Linked DNA regions of Danio rerio: region 2 is linked to region 1. A link is a contact called in public Micro-C data. All regions are on one chromosome and are shown on one strand. The core of a region is the stretch at or near the end of the contact, and the rest is flanking DNA. Distances in the headings are between cores, read along the strand shown.

What was found. A called contact is a pair of places that touch in the nucleus more often than the background predicts.
Region 2: a contact with region 1 is called in a Micro-C map of caudal fin, with 5 times the contacts expected there. The contact joins the enhancer-like site here to the promoter of pora in region 1. A contact is called at or near these places in 2 of 18 Hi-C or Micro-C datasets (caudal fin and hematopoietic stem cells) and 1 of 4 datasets of contacts at active chromatin or transcription factors (caudal fin).

Annotation. Positions count from the first base shown.
Region 1 is chr10:40,290,746-40,298,275 of GRCz12tu, forward strand. It overlaps pora (P450 (cytochrome) oxidoreductase a), which reads left to right and starts at 1,289. Exons shown (of 16, transcript NM_001034982.1): 1 at 1,289-1,329; 2 at 6,531-6,728. The coding sequence starts at 6,559. It overlaps tmem120aa (transmembrane protein 120Aa), which reads left to right. Exons shown (of 12, transcript NM_001082983.1): 11 at 31-99; 12 at 274-654. The coding sequence ends at 384.
Region 2 is chr10:40,374,709-40,381,624 of GRCz12tu, forward strand. It overlaps LOC101883602, which reads left to right. Exons shown (of 36, transcript XM_009305521.5): 33 at 200-483; 34 at 2,632-2,733; 35 at 2,819-2,959; 36 at 5,139-6,068. The coding sequence ends at 5,254. Among named protein-coding and RNA genes, the nearest start is that of rhbdd2, 40 kb to the left of the region's middle. Within about 2 kb of position 2,758, at least 2 of the 62 cell types and tissues checked have an H3K27ac peak or open chromatin away from gene starts, as enhancers often do. A contact at or near this core is called in caudal fin, where this site is marked.

The DNA.
Region 1 (7,530 bases), core at 39-2,538:
TGTTTCTAACCGTCTTACTTTGCATGCCAGTTTTTTCAGCTTTATAATGGGATTACACTCTTCCAAATGACTCAGCTTCCAGAATGGAAAGAGTGGCAGGTAAAAAATTTAAGTATAACTCTTTATCAAGGAGGTATTAGCTAAATAAAACATTGAACAAACAAAAACCATAAACATTAAATAAATAAAACATAAAATAGCATATTTACACAACACAATTTTCCACTAAAAATCACATCAATTCAATCTGAAATGTCTTCTTTTGTTTCTTAGGTTCTCATGTGTGGCTCTACTTTTCTCGTTTTGTTCATGGGAAACTTCTTCACCACTCTCGGTGTTGTTTACCACAAATACATGGATCAGGACAAAGCCAAAGGTTTATAGGCAACTGAACTCTTTACCAAGGCAATTTAAGCTTTATATTATTGATTTTTAACATGGTTATAAATGGGATTATTGTGCTATTCATGTCATTCTCATGACTCTCTGACTTAAATGTTTCTCCTGTTTGTGGTTCATCTTGACTAAATGGTGGTTTTTATAAACTTGTCTGAAGGCACAAGTGAAAGTCTTTTCTTTAAATCTAAAAAATATATATTTAATATTTTGTTGTAATATTTATTCAGTGAATAAACAGTTTTTCTATTAAATTCATGACAACAGGCTTGTGTTTTTCTACATTTTTGATCATTTGTTTGATTGTTTGTCTACAAGTTGTTGATTTTTCAGATTAAACCCTAAGAAGGAGGTTTATGTAATAATTTTTTTAAATTCCTATTTCACTTTGTTAACGTGACATCACTATGACATCATTAGCGTGAGTGATAGAGCATGTGCATTTAGCCACATTTTAGCCATGTCTTTGGGGGATTTTAGGGTTATTTCATAAATTGATTCAGGAAGGCGTTTCAAAAATGGGAAATAAAAATGTTTTACTTACGTTTTTTGAACCAAGACATATCGGTCTCGGCTTGGCACTTGAACTTGGTGAACTTTTAATATTGCTCGTATTTCCCTTTTCCAACTACACCCTTGTAACATTTATGCTTGCCAGATAAACAAGAACAATCAGCACGCACGTAATCACGCATCCTCAGTTTTGACGACGAGTACCGCTGTAAATAAATATATACGAATAAAACGTGTCGTTTCATTTTATTTAAATATTTTAACGCATATCAAATACTTCAACAAAGAAATTAGTTTGAGCTGTTGAGTCAAACTGTTAGTAGTTTGATAACATCAGCGAGGGATTTTTGGATATGCGTCTGGCAACACAATATGACGTAAGCTTGCGCTGTGCTCCGCTCTCCAGGCAGCTAACCGGAGGTATGTGTGTATTTTGTGTTTTTTTGCGTTGTATTGTCAATAAATTACAATGATAACGCTGACTAGTCGTGTATTGTCAATCCCCCATTATAGCCGTAAACAAAAAGCGAACATTTGGCTTTTATACGTTACAATATATCTCTCCTGTACAAAAAGTATTATGCCTGTAATAGCATTGAGTCAGATCAGATGGTAGGCAATGCGTAACGTAACTTTTCTACGTGATACTAAATGATTTCCATATTCATATTAGATGGTAATTTAAAGTATTCAAATAACAAAGCTGTAATACCATGATAAATCACCAATACACTCGTTAGTATTGTAGTATTTGTGCTTTTTAGCATTTGACGATGGTTTTGTAAGTTGTTTTGTAAGTTAACGCGTCATAGCTGCGTTGAAAGTTTGTGATTAACGTTAGTGGAAGAAAATACTAGGAATTAATCACAGTCATTCAATGGAAAGGACGTTTTGTACTGTTCTTCATTATGTAATTACAGTGAGTCTTCAAAAGAGGGCACAACATGACAATAAGTAACGTTACACTGTTGCTTCATACGTACAGTATGTCATGTCAGCTATGGGAAAAGAGGCTACCTGAGAATTTATGTGAATTGCCAGTTCTCGAAGAAAATATGGTCCGAGATGATCAATTTCATAAATGACAAATTATTGCCAAATTTTCATTTAGAATACAAACATATTATTTTTGGGTTTTTAAACTACAGAAAAAAATAGAGAAAGAAGCTTATTGTATCAATCTTTTGATAATATTTGCAAAGTACCATATTCACAGATGCAAATTCAATAACCAAAAACCATTTTATTCTGCTATACTAATTGAATTAAAACACTACATACAACATAAAGCAAATCACTCATAAAAAAGCCACCAAAACCGCTTTTTTACTTGAAACCTTTAAGATTTTGTAATCTCACAAGGCCCTTCTCGGTTAGTGTGCATACTTACACATTGTCTTATATGTTTTGTTCTGTACACCCCTGACACATTTTGTATTGTATTATAAACGTTGTTCTTTAAGCATTTAATAATAATCAAAACTTGAGAGTTCTCGCATCTTTTCTTCAGTAACAATTTACAATTTGTGTCACAATTTACTTTAAAAATGCTACAAATGATGATAGTGTTATGAGTTAAACGTGATATTTGCTTTATTCTGTGAACTACAGTTTACATTTCCTCCTAATTTAAAAAGAAAAAGTTGTCATTTAGTGCATATGTTTTGCACAAAATATGAAAAAGATGCCATTGTTTCAGACATGCTTATATTAACTTTAGACAAGACAATACCAATGTTTTAACATCAGGAGAGTTAAAACAAACTATTTTTCAAGACTCCTGATTTTGAATCACGGTAAATGTAAACATTTGTAATTTTTAACAATTGTCATTTTTTGAAAAAAGATAACCACGACCAGTTTTGACTTTTTTTGAAGATATGTAATATATGTGTTGGGGCAGCGTGGTAGCTGAGCAAAGGTCACTGGTTTGAGCCTCGGCAGGGTCAGTTGGCATTTCTGTGTGGAGTTTGCATGTTCTCCCCGTGTTTGCGTGGGTTTTTTCCTGGGGCACTGGTTTCTCCGACAAGTCCAAAGGCATGTTCTATAGGTGAATTGAGTAAGCTAAATTGTCCATAGTGTATGTATGTGAACAAGTTTGTATGGGTGTTTCCCAGTGATGGGTTGCAGCGGCAAGGGCATCCGCTGTGTAAAGCATATGCTGGATAAGTTGGCGGTTCATTTCACGACCCCGGATTATTAAAGGGACAAAGCTAATTAGAATGAATGTTGATATATGTAATATATATGTAGGTATCTTGCTGAATGTAAAAATTGTTTAAAAAATAATTTGTGGGCATATTGAATTCACAGTAAAGTGTCTAATGTTTCATATAACTTTTGTGAATGCCATCAAAATATCAGCAAAATGTAATTCCATCATCATTAAGGGCCCTATCATACACCCAGCGCAATGAGGTGCAAGATGTGTTTGGTGTGATTTGTTGCTATTTTCAGACCAGCGCAACCCTAATTTTCCTGTTTTGCACTACATTGTTTAAATAGCAAATCCATTTGCGGCACTTTATGGACTCATGGGTGTGCCGGTCTAGAAAGGAGGTGTGTTAAGGTGCATTGTTGGTGCGTTGCTGTTTTGTGGAAGTAAAAAATACTGCACAATTGACCAGCTAAAACTGCTCTAAAGTCCAGCACAGAGTGTGTTAGATATGCTCCTATGCAAGTTCAAACACTTACACATTGCTTAATACACACAGGATGAACAGCAACACACAAATATCTTAACAAATGAAAAAAAAAAAATTAAAATGTTACAAAGATTATTATTTACCACATAAATATAAAAAACACTGCCTCCATGCTTCACCTCGGGGGTCTTTTTCTGTTTATTCATGACAATTTGCAGATGTACAATCTTATTTTTATTAATACTTTTCATTTTATGCATATTTATATTTGTTTTAATAAAGTGTAATTATTATAAATTCTAATCAAGTTTAGATTTGTCCATCTGATGTGTTTTGGGGAGGTACGCATCACCATATGGGGCATAAGAATGTGTTTTTTGATATAACTATTTAATAATTATATATTTTTCTTTACCACACTTCATTATTATTGTTCACTTATTTGTTTGCTGGAAATTAGAACTGAATTTAGAAACAGTTTTGAAACAAATCTTTGCTCTAAACAAACAAAATTAAATATGTAGGCCTAGAGCTGCACGATTCTGGCTAAAATGAGAATCGCGATTCATTTGCTTAAAATAAAGATCACGATTTTCTCATGATTCTGTAGATGGAAAGTAAAGGTTAATAAGTAGTCTTATTTTTATTTCTCAAACATATGGTAAAACAATAATAATATTATAGGTAGGTCTACTGTTGGTTAAAATGCTCAATTTTGAATAGACTTAATTTGAATTATTGTTTGAGACATGTGCTTGCAATCTGTCATTGACAACATTATTAGACCATTTTTTCCTACTGGTAAAATCAGACATTTGTTATTATCAGATTCACACTTTCTATATAGTCAACATCACATAAGCAAGAGTAGTCAAACTGACACAGTAAACATTTATTCTCATGCACAACAATCTGTGTTTGCTATGAAAGAAAAACAAAATAAATGTTTGTCGTAATCATTACTCTAAAATGCCATGTGCACGCTTTCGGTTTCAGTTTTACTGCTAAGTGCTGTTCATACTTCTCGCGCGGCTCCCAAACGATCACTCTGTGCAACAAGCTATACAAGTATTACCTGTTATTCACAGCCTATGCAGGTTTTGTTCTCCAAAGCAAGCGCATGCCCGCCCTCTCTGTAGTAACAGCTGATGGTCAGTTCACGTCACGTGTGATTTCGCGTCTGCGAATACATCATTTCATGAAGACAGAAATGACATTTTGGGGTGAATCATACTTTATAAATACAGTATGTGACTCTTTAAACACCATTTGGAGGTGTCCATGTTGCTGAGCAACAGATGTAAAACAACGTGAAAACTTGTGCGGCCGCCTTTGCTTCTCTCCTGGCCTTGAAAATATAATTGGCAGAATCGTAGAAATGCTGGATTAAGATCGTCAAGGAGGTCGAATTGAGATCGTGATCTTTTTTTCGATTAATCGTGCAGCTCTATGTAGGCTGATGGATGTCTTCAGTGGAGGGAGTACAACACCGTTTCCTTATCCATAAAAGTAAAGGAGTAAAGTAAAGGGTAAAGGTAAAGTCGTTCTTCATCCTCGCGCTGCGGATGCTCTGTTAAACTCGCAAGTGAAGCTTTCAGTTTTTCCACTTACAAAGTCTGCGATGTAAATAGCAAATGCGTCATGGCGCGACACAACTGACTCTTAAAGGGAATGTGAGATGAGACTGATTGGTTTAATGCACTTTATTGTCAAAACAAAAACATAAATCAGTAATGCCTAGTTCAGACTGCGTGATTTTAGCCCCGATTTCGGCTCGCCGACAGGTTTTGAGAAATCGCTGACAAATGCCTGAAATCACAGGCAAATCGGTGCTCGTGCACGTGAGTGACAATCACACAGTATGAACTATCAACGACGCGATCTGAGAGAATCGCCGATGAGTCGCCGATGCCTGCGAGATATTTGGCGTGCTAAATATCTGGAGTTGTCGGCGATTCAAATCATGCCGTGTGAAATGAGTTTGGACTGAAAATAACATCAGCGATCGCCAACAGCCAATGAGAGAGCAGCTTTCACTTGCGTGTGTGTGTGTGTGTATACCTGCTGCAGGCCAGCGGGAGGCTGGGGGAGAAGTTAAAAGCGCTCTTTTTCGGTTTATTTGGACCCACGAAATGGAGGAAAAACCAGTGGAGGTTTGACAGGACTCAGGAGCAATCGTGTCTGTTTGACGTTTAATACAGAAAGAAATTAGTTTATTATCAACGTTGAGGAGAAATGGCTAATTCCCTTTAAACCAAGGTGAGCAAATATGTACATGTTCTACCCCATTAAAGGCTTCTTTCTCATTATGTAGTTAATAACAAAAGATATAATACGTGTTTTTGGCTGAGAGATGTAGTTTGGACGACGTTGTCGGCGATTCTTCCTATAGTAAAGTCATGCAGTGTGAAACCCCCTGTCACCGATCCATCTTGCAGTGTAAACAAAGCAGCGACGAAAAGCTAGCCCAGATAGTCATGCAGTGTGAAAACATCTGTGACACGACTACTTTGAAAATCATGCAGTCTGAACTCGGCATAAGAGAATAAGCTCAACCCTGTTAGACCTTGTGCCGGGGCGCAGAGCGAATTTTTCTATCCTTAAATAGCAAAAGTGGATTAGTACTTGCCATTATTGCTTTTGCGCCATGTGCTTTACACTTTGCTCCTGGATCATTAAAATAGAAAAGTGTAATACACATTTATATAATACAACATACTTATTGAACTGTATTAATTAAAATGATCAGTATTATTAAATATTTAAAGAAAGTGATCATATTAAATGTTATTTTTTTTAAATGTTTTTGAAGAACATAATTTTTTGTATATAAACCATTGTTACATTGAACTGTAGACAGTTTGTGTGAATAGATATGTCAATATTTTAAAGTCTGTGGATAATTTTTAAACTCAAGTGAATTGTTTGTTAACTAATACCACGTAACATAAAATTAATCTAAATCTACTCTTGCAGATAAATCTGTTTTGTGGATACTGTGAATATGGAGGACACTGAGCCACAGCCGGTCTCCGATCAGGATCAGACTCCGGATCCTCTCCTCAGCTCTCTGGACATCTTTCTCTTCTCCCTAATTGCAGGATTGCTTATCTACTGGTTCTTCTTCCGAAAAAAAGTAGAGCCTATTCCGGAGATGAAGCCTTTCACTTTAGTGTAAGTAGTGTGTGTTTTTAACCTCCTCCCCCTTCTTTTCTCCTCAAGGGCCGAACGTTACACCCACTCACATTTTTCTGTATGGCTAAAACGTTGATCAGGGCCACATTTTGAGAAACAAAAACACTAAATATCTGTTTCTAACACTGTAGAGTGTAAATTTAATTGATACAACAAATGTTTTTATTTTATTATTTACCTAGTTTTGGTGGCTTGAGAAAGCCAACATACTGTAATACTACATAAAGTTATTATTCTTCCGTCTTCTTCTTCTTTTTGAGACTAATTCCTGCATCCCCTCCTAGACTGTTTATACTACAACCACCAAACTTACTCCAAACCTCCAAACTGGTCTGATTCAGGTTGCAATATTTTTTCCAATTGATCTGACTTAAGGTTTATCGAAAACTGTCCCGGAAAATTCTGAAAAGTCCCATTGACTTAACATTGGACCAAACATTTTGAGCTCATAACTTTGCGGCAGACTGTCATACAGACCTAATGTTGGGCTCATTATCTCAGACTACCAATCTGCCAATCATTGATGACCTTTCAACTTACTAGCCACACCCTAGCAACCACTTACGGCACCCTAGCAACTGTCCCATAGACTTTCGTTGTAAAAAAAACTGCCATTGACTTTACATTGGACATACCAACAACAAACCAATCCATACTAATGACATACTAATCATCCTAGCAACATGCTAATTCATACCAAATATTTATGCTAGCAACATGTTAATTTATGCTAGAAACATGCAAATTTATTAGCAACTGCCTAGCAATCATTCAGGACACC
Region 2 (6,916 bases), core at 1,508-4,007, 85 kb after region 1:
GATTTAGGTTAGCTCAACATAAAGGAATCACCGTTAAGTTAACTTAGTAGTTGATGTTCAAGTGGATTGAACATAAAACAATTAACTTGTCTCGCCAAATAACTCAAGAATTGTGTTGTTTTAGCATAATTTATACTAGTAGGTTTTGAGTGTGTGACCAAGGAAACATCACCGCAATCTTCCATCTTTTCTCCCTCAGCTGCTGGATTAAAAATGACATGGTCTTCTATTTTGGTGTGGTGGCGTATTACTGTCTGGTCTTCCTGCTGAACCTGGCGATGTTTATCGTGGTGATGATCCAGCTGTGCCGCATCAAGCAGCAGAATCCTCATAACACACAGCAGCGCAGCGGCTGGCAGGAGATGCGCAGTGTGGCTGGACTCACCGTCCTCCTGGGCCTTACCTGGGGCTTCGCTTTCTTCGCTTGGGGTCCCGTCAACCTTGCATTCATGTACCTGTTTGCCATTTTTAACACTCTACAAGGTTAGTTTCAGTTTGCATAAGACCATTTTTGATGAGTAAATTACACACATTATTACACCAAAACATTTTCTGCTGCTTGTTTAAACTACCTATTTAAAACTAATTGAAACAACACAATTCTTAAGTTTTTATGGTACAACTTAATTGTTTCATGGTGATTCCACTTAAATTTGTAAAAACGTTTTAAGTAGATTGAACATAAAATCTTGCATTCATGTACCTGTTTGCCATTTTTAATACTCTACAAGGTTAGTTTCAGTTTGCACAAGACCGTTTTTAATGAGTCTTGATAATATCACACATTTTTTACACCAAAACATTTTTTTTTTGCTGCTTGTTCAGACAACTTTTATAAATGAATTAAAACAGCACAATTCTTAAGTTCTTTTTTTGGGACAACTTAATTGTATTGTCAAAATCAAAATATTAAATTCTTCTCCAATTTTGATAGTAAATATACTAGTAAATCTGGTTTAAATAGTTTATAATTAAAAGTTTTAGCAGACATTAACTTGTTAATACACTTTTTAAAAATATAAAAATATAAAACTTACATTTTAACAGTTAGATATTAAAAAACAAACAAAACAAAAAAACAAAAACAACCAATTTTTGGTTGTGCTAGCCAATGGTAAAAGTAGGTACTAATGGCATAGTAGGCAATTTTGGTTCAACTAACAAAACCTTGTCTATTAGGGTATACCAGATTTTTTCCAGACGTAATGTACCCGTAAACTCTGTCAGCCACATTATAAGAGCTCCCAACTTCTTTCAAAACAAAAGGATAATTTTTTTGGCAGAGATCAACCCATATGAAACAAACTGTTGTTGTCCTCGTGTAAGTCTTAAAAATTCTTCAGAAACTCCAAATATAATTAATATAGGATTTGGTTCAATCAGAATGTCTCATGTATCTGAAAAACTCTGTAATTTGGGACACATATAGTAACATAAGAATGAGACAGGTTGGAATTTAATATAATATCTGATTATTAAAATAATCTATATTAAATTTGAGTACTTGAAAGGGAATGTTTTTTTTTTAAATATGTATTTTAATTTAACTTAAAATATTTACCCTTAGGATTATGTGTCTAACATTAGGATAGGACTTACAATGATACACTTAATACAAATGTAACATTTTTCAGATAATATTTTAATAATTAAATTATTAATATCTGATGTTAATTATTAATTAATTTACTTAGTCATTTATTTAATCGATAAATGGATAAACTGAATTTTATTTGTATTAAATTGTACTGCTTTGGCTTAAGCACAGAAAAACGAAAATGCAAAATTCTAAATGCTTAAAAAAATACTTTAAATACATTTTTTTCCACATGCTATAAGCTTTTTAAAAAATATTTACAATTTATTATTTTTTATTTAATTATTATTATATGAATTATTTTTTAATGATCCCTCAGCATAATTAAAATTTATTTGTAAAAAAAAAAAGTTTTATTTATTTTTTTAATGTTTTTTATGGTTTGTGAAAAATGGCCCATGCTCTTACCATTTTTTATTATATTTTATTATCATATTTTAATAAACTTTTTCAAAAGTTAGCGATACAGAACATCGAAACTAAGCAGCAAACTAAAGTAAAACATAAACACACACAGTATATATATATATATATAAAAAAAATAATAATAAATAAATGAAAAGGGAGGAGATACAGTATAAACCAATGGAGATAAAACTCCTTTGTCAAATCAAACCTGAGATCCACCTGTCCTGAGATCCACCTGAACCTGAGAACTTCTGAGATCCACTGTCTCTTACCATTTTTAATAAGGTTTTGACTATTTTGAATATGAAAATAGCTAATTTTGTATTTAATGTGAAAGAGGTTTTATCATGTTTTGGTTGAGTAAAAATATAAAAATTGATTTAGAAACCTTTAATGACTCCAAATGTTTGAATACTTGAAGATAAAAAGGATGTAAGGATTTTTCAGTTATTGTTTTAGTGCATAGATACTGCATTGCTCATTTGTCAGAACTGAAGGGCTCTTTTGCTGCAGTAGTTATTATCATATAGCACAATCCAGTGTCACAACTCCTTTGTTCGATATCATCAAGTCAGTGTTTATTTTTGGCGTTCGGATGGAATGTTGACACTTGATTGTCCCTGCAGGATTCTTCATCTTTGTGTTCCACTGCGCCATGAAAGAAAACGTCAGACGACAGTGGAGGACATACCTGTGTTGTGGCAAACTGAGACTGGCAGAAAACTCAGGTATGAAGCCTTTGTTAGTTCACGCATGAGTCTGGCTTGCTTTTGTGTGGGATGTTTATCTAATTACCGAATTCTGACGCAACAGAATGGAGTCGCACAGCAACTCAGAAAATAAACAAAGCCTCCAAGAGAAAGATGTCTTCATTGCGTTCGTCAAATTCAAATCATTCAAGCTCATCTTTCCTAAACCGTGACAGTCTGGCATCTGAAGTGCCCTTTGGCATTGGTGAGTATTGAGTGACTGACTAGCTGATATTCAGGGTTGCCAGGTTTTCACCACAAAATAATACTTTAGGCAATCAAAACTATAAACGTAAAGTAAATGCAGAACAAATCCATCAAAAGTCCACCGTAATCTAATGAAATTCTTTTCAAATAAACATTCAAGATACTCCTAAATAAATTGCAATAGATGAACATTCACTTTAGATGATATATACTTTTAAAGGTGGTACGTTTAAGTTTTTGACTTTCCTAAAACTTAAAAAATCCATAATATGTTTGGAAATGTTTAAGAAACATGCTAAGTGAACAGGTTAATCTAAAAACAATGCTAAAGTCAGTTATTCTCCTTCAAAATTGTGCGTTCCGTGTCTTTGTTTTGGTCTCTATAACTTGCCCACTGCCAGTTCACCAAATATGTTTCAGCACCCTGGTCCTTGGTGGATAACACAGCATATTTAATTTCAGTCGTGAAGGTTATTTCACTGAATATGCTACTACCGTTACTACAGCTGAAATGTTAGCACTGAAATATTATACTCTACATAATTTATAATCTACCAATGACAAAAACTGAACAAGGATGATGAAATCGAGTACTCATACTTTTCTGAGGCTCTAGGAGAGTGTGCAACTGTTTCTGTTTCATTGGTAAAATAACAACTTAAAGGTGCAGTATGGTTGAACTAGGCATTGCAGTACAAATTCCAAATAATAGAGAGAGATTTATTTCATTAGCTTATCATAAGTCATTAAATATGATTAGACCATAGCATCTCACTAGTTTTCTTATAAAATCTTATATATTTTTTAGTTTCTTCATGTATTAAAAAGTTCCTATTTTCCAGGCTGACATAGCTAGGAACTATACTCTCACCTTGGCGTAATAATCAAGGAACTTTGCTGTCGTACCATGGCTGCAGTAGGTGCGAAGATATTATGCACCACCTGAAAATAGTCCCCAGCTAGGTAACTACTACAGTAACAGTGCTGCGTAATATTATTGTTTGTACATGGTTATGAACAAATACAAGATTAGAAGTGTGGTTGCCAAGTCCACACTTTCCCAGGTAATTGGTCTACTTTTAACCACTTCCTGTGCATTGTCAGCCTGGAAAATAGGAACTTTTCAATTTGATGGACTACAGAAGAGCGACGCAGTGGTGCAGTAGGTAGTGCTGTCGTCTCACAGCAAGAAGGCCGCTGTTTCGAGTCCCGGCTGGGCCATTTGGCATTTCTGTGTGAAGTTTGCATGTTCTCCCCATATTGGTGTGGATTTCCTCTGGGTGCTCCGGTTTCCACCACAGTCTAAAGACATGCGCTATATACAGTAGGTGAATTGGGTAGGCTAAATTGGCCATAGTGTATGTGTGTCTATGAGTGTGTATGGATGTCTCCGAGTACTAGGTTGCAGCTGGAAGGGCATCTGCTGTGTAAAACATATGTTGGATAAGTTGGCGGTTCATTCCACTGTGGCGACCCCTGATGAATAAAGGGACTAAGACGAAGGAAAATGAATGAATGAACCTACAGAAAGTTCAAGTTTTTAATAGGAAATTTTTCAAAACTCTTTTTTGTTTCTTTTTTTACTTTTTAGAGAGCGAGATGCTAATGGTCTAATCCGATTCAATGATTTATGCTAAGCTAAGATAAAAGTGCTCACGCCAGGCCTGTAGAGGAGCTGAATAGATTCATAAATTATCAAACTCAGCTGTTTAAAACTAAGGCAGTTGCAAAATAATACCATTCCTAAAAAAAGCGGTGTCCCTGTAACGTTTATATCAAGCATTTTGAAACCACATCCTGATCTTAACCAGGGTACATTTGTTCAGTTTTGTCAACTCAAAGCTTACTCTGCAAACCAGAGTTTGTTTTATTTGTCGCGTGCAACAGGTGAAACATTCAATAGTATCTGGATGGATCCTTTATGATGCAAGCTGAGATTGCAAACTCAGCGACGCAATCTCAGACACAATGCACTCAAAGGAGCGAGTGACATCACTGTGACGGGTAGGGTTAAGGGTTGGGGTTAGGTGAGCGCATTAAAAAGCATTGGATGCAGCTCAGTTTGCACTGCACAGGTTTGCATCCAGATCCCTCTCGAAACATTGAGCTCTTTTGAAACTAACCGATCAGTCTATGCAAAAAGCTAAACTTTACATGTCTACTCTCTGTGATGGCAGGAAACCCGATGGATGACAGGATGATAACTGAAGCAGAAGGGCCCAGCTCAAACTCAGATGTGGTTTTAAATGAGCTCAACAGTCAAAATCACAGAGGTCGAAGGTCATACCGATGAAAGCCAGTATGAGTGTATGTGTGTGTGTGTGTGTGTTATGGTCTACTGCATCACTGTATTTCACTTACATTTTAAGTTACATAAAGTATTGCTTGTTGTACTGTATATACAACAGATATACAGTTGAAGAATTATTAGCCCACTTTGAATTTTCTTTTCTTTTTTAAATATTTCTCAAATGATGTTTAACAGAGCAAGGAAATTTTCACAGTATGTCTGATAATATTTTTTCTTCTGGGGAAAGTCTTATTTGGTTTATTTTGGCTAGAATTAAAGCAGTTTTTAATTTTTTAAGCACAATTTTAAGGACAAAATTATTAACCCCTTTAAGCTATTTTCCCTATAGTCTACAGAACAAACCATTGTTATACAATAACTTAATTACCCTAACCTGCCTAGGTAACCTAATTAATCTAGTTAAGCCTTTAAATGTCACTTTAAGCTGTATAGAAGTGTCTTGAAAAATATTTAGTCAAATATTATTTACTGTCATCATGGCAAATATAAAATAAATAATTTATTAGAAATGAGTTATTAAAACTATTATGATTAGAAATGTGTTGAAAAAATCTGCTCTCTGTTAAACAGAAATTGATGAACAAAATAAACAGGGGGCTGATAATTCAGTGGGGCTAATATTTCCGACTTCAACTGTATTTCTTCAAATGATGCACTTTAATCAATGTAGATAAATAATGAAGCTGCCACAGCAATGGACCCTTTTCACAAAACGCATTTGTACAAAGCGTATGTACATTTATATGTGTTTAATCATGTATTATATCATCTTTGCATCAAATTACAAAAAAACAAATTACCTCTTATGCGAGGTGTTTTCAATACAGCATCTATGGGGAAGGGACATTAAATTTGATGTTGTTCCGTCATCAGTCTCACACTATTGTTTTCCTCCTTCTGAAAGTTGCACCATCGTGGAGTTTTTCTTTTATTATTCCAGCAAATATGATTGTAAAAAAATATATTTGTTGTTATATATATATATATATATATATATATATATATATATATATATATATATATATATATAATATTTATGCTCTAAGTTTACTCTACTATGATGACTTCTGCTACTGAGAAACCCAGAATTGTGAAAAGGGTCCATGCTAAACCTTTTAAACCAACAACAAAAAAGGGTAAACTGCTGGTTTAGGGTCAGTCATATTTCTGTGAGCAGTTAGAATTGGCATTATAGTCGATATTATATTATACTATATATATTGCTATGGTTCATTGTTTTCATTGGTTATTTTTTATTTATTCGATGAAAGTCTGGAACATTCAGGTCATGTATGTTGTAATAAGCATTTTATTTTTGTATTTCCATAGCTTTTCAAAAGAATAAAATGGACAATTATGAGTATAACAAAACACATAGATGTTGAAGTGTGCCTGGATGATGTTATTTTTTTATCCAAACACACTTATGCATTCAGATTCACGCACACACACACACACACACACACACACACACACACACACACACACACACACACACACACACACACACACACACAAACACACACACACACACACACACACACACACACTCTGACTCTAAAATAATAAAATGGATTCATTGCAAATATCATTATAAATATTCAGGAATCATAAAGCAGGTCATTTCTATTACTGGCACAATAA